2 separate regions of the Sus scrofa genome follow, and region 2 is linked to region 1. The links are chromatin contacts, called in public HiChIP or PLAC-seq maps. All regions are on one chromosome and are shown on one strand. Each heading gives the region's core, a stretch centred on a gene start, on an enhancer-like site or on the middle of the called end of the contact. The rest is flanking DNA. Distances are from core to core; before and after follow the strand shown.

What was found. HiChIP or PLAC-seq counts read pairs in DNA pulled down with a chosen protein or histone mark.
Region 2: a contact with region 1 is called in an H3K27ac HiChIP or PLAC-seq map of alveolar macrophages. The contact joins the promoter of DUSP2 here to the promoter of CIAO1 in region 1. A contact is called at or near these places in 1 of 5 promoter capture datasets (liver), 9 of 47 Hi-C or Micro-C datasets (alveolar macrophages, blood, embryonic fibroblasts and 5 more) and 2 of 2 datasets of contacts at active chromatin or transcription factors (alveolar macrophages and skeletal muscle).

Annotation. Positions count from the first base shown.
Region 1 is chr3:46,964,777-46,968,743 of Sscrofa11.1, forward strand. CIAO1 (probable cytosolic iron-sulfur protein assembly protein CIAO1) reads right to left here and starts at 2,227. Exons shown (of 6, transcript XM_013995867.2): 1 at 1,644-2,227; 2 at 704-852; 3 at 294-578; 4 at 1-42. The coding sequence starts at 1,782. TMEM127 (transmembrane protein 127) reads left to right here and starts at 2,082. Exons shown (of 11, transcript XM_021087100.1): 1 at 2,082-2,232; 2 at 2,656-2,973. The coding sequence starts at 2,730.
Region 2 is chr3:47,050,242-47,054,208 of Sscrofa11.1, forward strand. It overlaps DUSP2 (dual specificity protein phosphatase 2), which reads left to right and starts at 2,202. Exons shown (of 4, transcript XM_021087101.1): 1 at 2,202-2,700; 2 at 2,798-2,910; 3 at 3,334-3,553; 4 at 3,672-3,967. The coding sequence starts at 2,313. The coding sequence ends at 3,886.

The DNA.
Region 1 (3,967 bases), core at 977-3,476:
GTAGAGCTTCACTGTGTCGTCATAGCTGGCAGAGGCTAACAGCTGTGGAGAAGGCCAGGGAAAACACAGGACGTGTCTGGAGGGCCCAGGAAGTACCTGTGCTTCCAGCACTTCTCCCTCCTAGGACAGGACAGGGAACTCCCAGCGATCTACTTTTATAAAGGGACTGATTGACGTCTTTGGGGCACAGATAGAGATCTCTGCAAGAATCAGGCTAAGGCTGGAGAGTGGAAGAAGGTTGGGCACAACCCTCCACATCAGAATTCCTTCCCACCAGGGTACCTGACTCTTACCTCCTGGCTTGGGTGCCAAAGCACATGCTTGACATCCTGTGTATGGGAGTTGAGGACACTGACACATTCATACTCATCTTCTTCATCGACTGCGGCAGAAAAAAGAAGGGAGCTTATAAGGGACACGGGTGGGATCTGATGGCTGGTTCTCAACTGTGCCTGGAGGGACTCACCTTCCCAGACCCACACACTCTTATCTCGGCTGCAGGTAGCAAGGAGGTTGCCAGATGGGGCCCAGGCTACTGACTTGACCTCATTTTCATGGCCTTCTAGAGTGGTTACACACTGTGAAAAGGGAAGAGGGACAGGAATCAACGTCATCTAAGACTCCTGCAGTCCTCCTGGGTACAGCCTTACCCACTCAGGTCAGTTCAGGTTCCAACAATCCTGGCCCCATCCAACCCAGTTACCTCAAAGTCATCCTTGTTTTTCTTCCAAATGCAAGTGGTGGCATCAAAGCTGGCAGAAGCCAGGTAATTTCCACAGGGAGACCAGGCCACCTTCCGTACGGTGCGCTGGTGGCCTTCACAGAGGACAGATTTGCAGATCCAGCTGTCGCCTAAAAGCAGAGAGCAGACCAGGCTCTGGAGCTGGGTGCACAAGAAGATACTGAAGTACTAACGATGCCACTGGGTAATGGGGACCAGTATTGGAGCCCAGCTGAGAGGGCAAAGTTCAGTGGGTGTATTTAACAACATGCTTTCAGAAAGCTGTAACTGAATCCACTTCCTTAGGAGGCATCTTTCTAAAACAAATGAGGAGTTGCCCTCCTGATTTAAAACTGTCAGTGGTGGAGTTCCTGTTGGGGCTCAGGGTTAAGAACACGACTAGTATCCATGAGGATGCGAGTTGGATCCCTGGCCTTATTCAGTGGGTTAAGGATCCGCTGTTGCAGTGTAGGCTGCAGATGCAGTTCAGATCAGTGTTGCTGTGGCTGTGGCGTAGGCTGGCAGCAGCAGCTCCGATTTGATCCCTAGCCTGGAAACTTACATAGGCCTCGGATGCGGCCCTAAACAGTCAATGGCTCTCAAATACCGTTGGGACAAAATGTAAACTTCATCGTCTGTCGCAAAATACTCTGCAGGCTACTTTCCTACCACCTTCTCTCATTTTCCTGCCTCAGAAACTGTCATAATTCCCTATTTCGGCCATCTACTGACATCTTTGCTTCTAGCCAGAAAAACCAGAGAGTGGCTAATGTCCAACTCGAAAGTGGCTCCTCCATCTTCTCCCTCGGCCAGTGACCCCGCCTTTCTGAATCTGCTGCCCCGCAGGCTGCGCACTCCCAGAGCATGGTACCCACACCAAGCACACGTAGATCCCTCGGCGGCAAGCCGGGACCGGCCTTACCCTCTCTGCCCCAGATGCGGACGCTACGATCGCCACCGCACGAGGCCAGCAGAGTTCCCGCGGGGTTCCAGGCCAGGAACCAGCAGCGGGAGTCCGGGTGCGCCGGGATACGGCCAAGCAGCACCAGCGAGTCCTTCATGGCGGCCTGGCGCAGAAAGTGGTGAGCAGAGACAGCACTGCCGACTGCGGCTCCCACCACGCAAACCTGCTTCCGCCCAAGGGCCGCGGGTTCTCTTAGGAACTAAAGGGTCCGCTGCTGCGGCCGCGCTGCCCTCTGGGAGTTGTAGTCGGTCCTTAGCCACCCCTCTCCAGTCCCCACAGCGGAAAACATCGCGGTATCGGCTAGAACTACCAGTCCCGTGAGGCCTTGCGCAGGGGACCGGCGGCGCGCCCGGGCTGTGTCTGGCGCGGGGGACGGGGCGGGGAGCCGGAGGAGGCGGGGGCAGAGGTGTAGAAGCCGGAAGTGGATCGGGCCCGGGTCTGTCCGGGCGTTGCGGGTTTGGGGCCTGGGAACGGTCGGCCCCGCAGAGCTGAGGAGCCCTTGACGGGACGGAGCGACGCCATCCAGACACTTAAGGCCTGCTGACTGGTAAGGATTAGGAGTTAGTGAGAGGCGGGTCCTTTCTGGGTATAGGTCGCACCCCAGAGCGCCGTTCCCAGATCCTGGGTCCCCGATCCCTGCGGCCCAGGCTAGTTCTCCGCGCTTCGACTCCCTCTGGCCAAGACCCCTCTGGTCAAGACTCTCTTCCACCAGTAACGGATACCTTCGTCCCAGCCTTCTCCCTACTCCGCTCTGCCGAGATGCAGCGGGCCCCTAGCCCTCTCCCGGTCCTCATCCCGCACCTCCGCAGTCCCACTCCAGGGACCCGGTCCCAGTTCCCTAACCCCCGCAGCTCTCGGGTCTCAGCTCGGCCCTCTGTCCCACCCCTGTCCTCATCAGCATGGACCCTGACAGCTTTGCTCCAGCCTTACCTGCTGCGAACCCAGTGCGTTGCTCTCCTCCCCTGGACAGGCAGGCTCTGTGCGCCCCGCGGAGGTCGGCGGCGACCAGCAGCGACCGCGGAGCTACGGCGGGCGGCCCCGGGCATGTACGCCCCCGGAGGCGCAGGGCTGCCCGGCGGGCGCCGGCGGAGGAGCCCGGGAGGCAGCGCTTTGCCCAAGCAGCCGGAGCGTAGCCTGGCCTCAGCCCTACCGGGTGCCCTGTCCATCACCGCGCTGTGTACTGCCCTCGCCGAGCCTGCCTGGTTGCACATCCACGGTGGCACCTGTTCCCGCCAGGAGCTGGGGGTCTCCGACGTGCTGGGCTACGTGCACCCGGACCTGCTGAAAGGTGAGGGCGCTGCGCGCCGGCCCTCTTCTTTCTGGGCAATAGGGCCTCCTCTTCCGAGAGCGAATGTGGTGCGGGCTGGAGCTGAGATAGCCTGGAGCAGGCACTTGGTTGAAGGAAACAGCCCGATTCCTGCCCACCAGGTGGCTCTGTTTGGGGTCCGGCCGCTCATTAATTCTGATGTTATTCAGCCAGGCTCCCACTCCTCAACGCCATGCTAATCTGAACTGCTATTTTAGGATTCTGCCGGAGGAAGGGCGCTGTGTATCGGAAAGAAGATAAGGGTTCTTGCTAGGCATCACAATTAGCTGTTTCCGTCTAAGGAGCCTGTGGGATATAGGAAGGTTTCTTTGGGGCCAACTGATTGATGGAGAAAAAGGAAGTTTTAAATACTGCTAGATTTTTAGAAATATTTTTGAGTTCTATAGTAATTGAATTGTTGTTAGAGGAAAAAGGGAGTCTATGGTATTTTCAATAAGCAGAAGTCAGTTCCATTGCCACCCTCAGTAAAACAGTTGGAATTTGGCTCTTGGAAGCCTTGCAAGTGTGCTGGAATGAGGTAAGGTTTGTTGCTTTGTTCATTATCATGCTTCCCAGCCAGAAAGACAGAGGAAAGGGGAAAAGGATCGCTGTCTTTACTGGACACAGGAGGCGGGGAGCTCATCCTGTCCTAGCCCTGTTGCCAGTAATGACCATAAAGCCTGCTGTGTGGTGGGAGAGCTGGATGGCCTTTTCTGGCTTTTACAGGGAAGACCAGTCAGTGGATTCCAAACAGCCCTAGTAACAGCAGAGTTCATTACTCCCGAGGTTTTTTGAGCTTTTCTTGAAGGTCTTTCTGTTTTCTCCCTATGCCACTCCCTGGCTCTAATTCATTCCAGATGCTTACTGCCCTACCTATCAGAAGCCTCTCCTGTTAGATATCTTCACATTGCCTTTTTAAGGATTCAGGTACTGAGATTTGATGAAAAGGTCAAATTCTTCTTCGTGCCTTGGATCA
Region 2 (3,967 bases), core at 952-3,451, 85 kb after region 1:
AGATCCCCCAGGATTAGGCCACTCACTAGCCAAACCTGCACTCAAACACTCCCACTCCCACTCCCACATAGTTTCCCCGCCAGGCGCAGGCCCTTCAAGCCAGGAGGGGAGGAGGCTCAGCCAGGGGTGTGGGAGTCTGGGGGCTGGAGGCCCTACGCTGCTGAGCTGATCTTCACGCCTGAGCCAGGATCCCAGCTGGCCAGTCCTGACTGCTCCTCCCCATAGAGCTGGAAGCCCGTGGCTCCCAGTAGAGCCAGTGACGCCAGCCCCACGGGTCAGCAAGACTGGACCTGACCATCCTTTTGTGTGCTCTGTAATTTGCCGCTGGAGTCAGCCATTAAGTCACTCGCCAGGCTGATGCCAAGGATAAGGGTCCGTATCAGCTGCTGGCATCTGTGGCCCAGACTCCTCGGCTCTGTTATGGGCTTTGCCACATCAGCCTCCAGACTGGCCTAGGAGGAAGAGGTGGGTGCTGGAGATGTCCAGGCACTGGCATAGCCTCACAGCCCTGGAACCAGTGTGGGCGAGCAGCTGGTCTACTGTCGCTTCCATCTGACAGGTGGGGACACTGAAGCCTAAGAGGGTGACCTGGTCCCAGGAATCTCAGGAGTCCTTGAGGCTTCTCTCCCCCCAAGTTCCCTCTGCCTCGAAGTACACACAAACTACTAACTCTGCCTCCAGCATCATGGAACTGCATACAGATGATGCTCCAACACACACACACACACACACACACACACACACACACACACACACCCCCACTGGGAAGAGTTTAGAGTTTACAAGCCAAGGGGAAGGCTTGGGGCTTGGGGCTCAAAGACAGTCTGAACATAAGAGTCTGCAGCATAGGGAGGGTCTTTTTTTTTTTTTTTTCTTTTTTCTTTTTAGGGGCGCACCTGTAGTGTATGCCAGTTCCCAGGCTAGGAGTCAAATGGGAGCTGCTGCTGCTTATGGATACTAGTTGGGTCTCCAGGAGGGCCTTAGGCCCCAGGGTAATGACTGGAGGGAGGGAGAGGGGCCTAGGGGTTTGGGTTCTGAAATCCCATGCAGCTAGATGGGGGTGGGGGCGCTCCCACTCCAGGGTACTGTCCCCACAGACCTGAATGTCTCTGCTTCAGAGTTCAACTGCCAACATCTCTAGCCCCAGCCCAGGGGCCCAGACCCCCACGCACACCTGGGACTCACCACATCCGCCTCAGGGGTGGGGGCGGGCTGAAGGGATGTGGATTCCCTTGCTCCCCCAGTCTTACTGCTCATCTCCAGGCTTGGGTCCCTGCGTCCAGGGCCCCTGCTGCAGGTCTAGGTGGGGCTGAGTGGGAGTGGCGGGGGAGGGCGGGGGAGGCAGATTCTGGTAGTTCTTCTCTCTCTTTCCCTTGGTGAGGCTCCTGAAATTCCCACAAGGCCTCAGGGAGAGCCCAGCAGCGTCAGCAGAGTTCCCCTTCAGAGCTGGCCTGTGACTTGGGGAAGTGCTTCACCCTTGGCCCCTGGAGTTTCCCTGGGCTTCAGAGGAGGAAGCCTTGCTCTACCAACTGGAAAGTCGTCACAGGCTCCCCTGCCCGCTCCAGGCCAAGGCCCTGGGGGTCCTCTTCATGCCATGCCAGGGTCTTGGGCTCAGAGGACAACGTTCTGGCCTAGCTTGGCCACTGAGCAGCTGCAAAACCCCTGGCTGGTCTCAGCCAGGAAATGGGGGGTGGGGGAATAGAGTCCCTCCCTACCAGGGTCTTTTAAGCAGAAGAGAAGAGGCACATCAAGACATGGTTCCCCATCCAGCAGTGTGGAAACCACCCGTGGCAACAGACAGATGTAAACTTTTGTTGTCACAGATTCCCAGGAGAAGGTAAATCCTGGGAGGGAGGAGGGAGAAGGGAGAGGAAGCGAAGCGAGGGGCACCACGGCCCCCTGAGGAGGGGGATGTGCATCTGAGAAGTCGAGAAGTCAGGTCAGAGGGTTAGGGCGCTCAGGAAGAGCCCTGGGGCGCCTAGGTGGGAAGGGGGCGTCTGGGGAAACACCCTCCGTGCTGGTCCCGGGCTTCCTCTCCCACCGCAGCGCCCCGCCCCCGTCCCAGTCCCCCAGCCCGCTCCAATCCTGGGCCCGCCCAGGCTGCACCCCGCGTGAGACGGCGGGGGCGGCGCGGGCGCCTTCCTGCTCTGCCCTTGTATGGTGACCCGGGAGGCCGGCCCACAGCTACTTAAGCCAGGGCACTGCAGTCAGAGCCCGGAACAGACGGTTCAGGCAGCGCGGCCGCCGCGAGAGCCCGGAGCGCGCACGGGGAGGGAGGAAGGAGAAGAGAGGGAGGAGGGGAGACGGACAACATGGGGCTGGAGGCGGCGCGCGAGCTGGACTGCGCGGCGCTGGGCGCGCTCCTGCGGGAGCCGCGGGAGGCCGAGCGCACGCTGCTGCTCGATTGCCGCCCCTTCTTGGCCTTCTGTCGCCGCCACGTGCGCACCGCACGGCCGGTGCCCTGGAACGCGCTGCTGCGGCGCCGCGCGAGCGGCTCGCCCGCCTCCGCCCTCGCCTGCCTGCTGCCCGACCGCGCGCTGCGGGCGCGCCTGGCCCGCGGGGAGCTGGCGCGGGCCGTGGTGCTGGATGAAGGCAGCGCCTCGGTGGCCGAGCTCCCGCCCGACGGTCCAGCCCACGCTCTGCTCGCCGCGCTCCTGCACGAGACCCGCGCCGGGCCCACCCTTGTGTACTTCCTGCCAGGTGAGTGCCGGCCGGCCAGCGTTCCCCGCCCTCGGCTGCCGCGTCCCCGAACCCCGACGGGCCCTCCCGGCTAACCGTGTCCTGATCCAACTTGCAGGAGGCTTCGATGGCTTCCAGGCCTGCTGCCCCGATCTGTGCTCTGAGTCCCCCGCCCTGCCAATGCTGCCCGAAAACAGCCGCCCCGACCCCAGGGCTCCCTTGTATGACCAGGTGAGTTGAGATCGGGGTTCCTTGTCAATGTCCCGCTGACCCCAAGGGTAGGCGCCTCTGGGGAAAGAGTCTGCCATTTGTGGGAGCAGGAGTTTGTCTATGCCCACAGTCACCTGTGTATGTGTGTCCTCACCCCTAAAGGGGAGAACACCTTTGTGTATGCCTTACTTGCTCGTGAGCATCTCGGAGAGTCTGTGTCTGTCCTATGAGCAGCGTAATTTGGGGGCTTGGGGGGAAATGTCTGTCTGTGAGTGTATATCTCTGCGTGTCCCCATGTCTGATTCCCGGTTAGGACTGGCTAAGGGTTTCTCTTCCCTGGCCGGTTTGCCACGGTGTCTATGCCCAACAACCACCCACCGCGGTGCTCCAGCCCTCTAGGCCAGAGCTGAGTTCTCACCGCTGCCTCTGCCTCTTCTTCTCCAGGGTGGCCCTGTGGAGATCTTGCCCTACCTGTTCCTGGGCAGCTGCAGCCACTCATCTGACCTGCAGGGGCTGCAGGCCTGTGGCATCACTGCGGTCCTCAATGTCTCGGCCAGCTGCCCCAACCACTTTGAGGGCCTGCTGCGCTACAAAAGCATCCCTGTGGAGGACAACCAGATGGTGGAGATCAGTGCCTGGTTCCAGGAGGCTATCGGCTTCATTGGTAAGAGGCAGGCCTTGGCGTGGGACCTAGCGGGGCTCCAGGGGCAGGAGCTGGGGCACCTGTCTCTTGCCCAGCCCACCTTCCTGTCTGACGCCCCTCTCTCCCATTTCCTTTGCAGATTCGGTGAAGAACAGTGGAGGCCGGGTGCTAGTACATTGCCAGGCAGGCATCTCACGCTCCGCCACCATCTGCCTGGCGTACCTGATACAGAACCGTCGAGTGCGTCTAGATGAGGCCTTTGACTTTGTTAAACAACGCAGGGGAGTCATCTCCCCCAACTTCAGTTTCATGGGGCAGCTGCTGCAGTTTGAGACTCAGGTGCTGTGTCACTGAGGCTGGGCGCCACCATGTTGGCTCCCCCAGGGCCCAGGAGCACAGGGCTACCTGATTCCTGGGGACAGCTGGGGCCCCAGT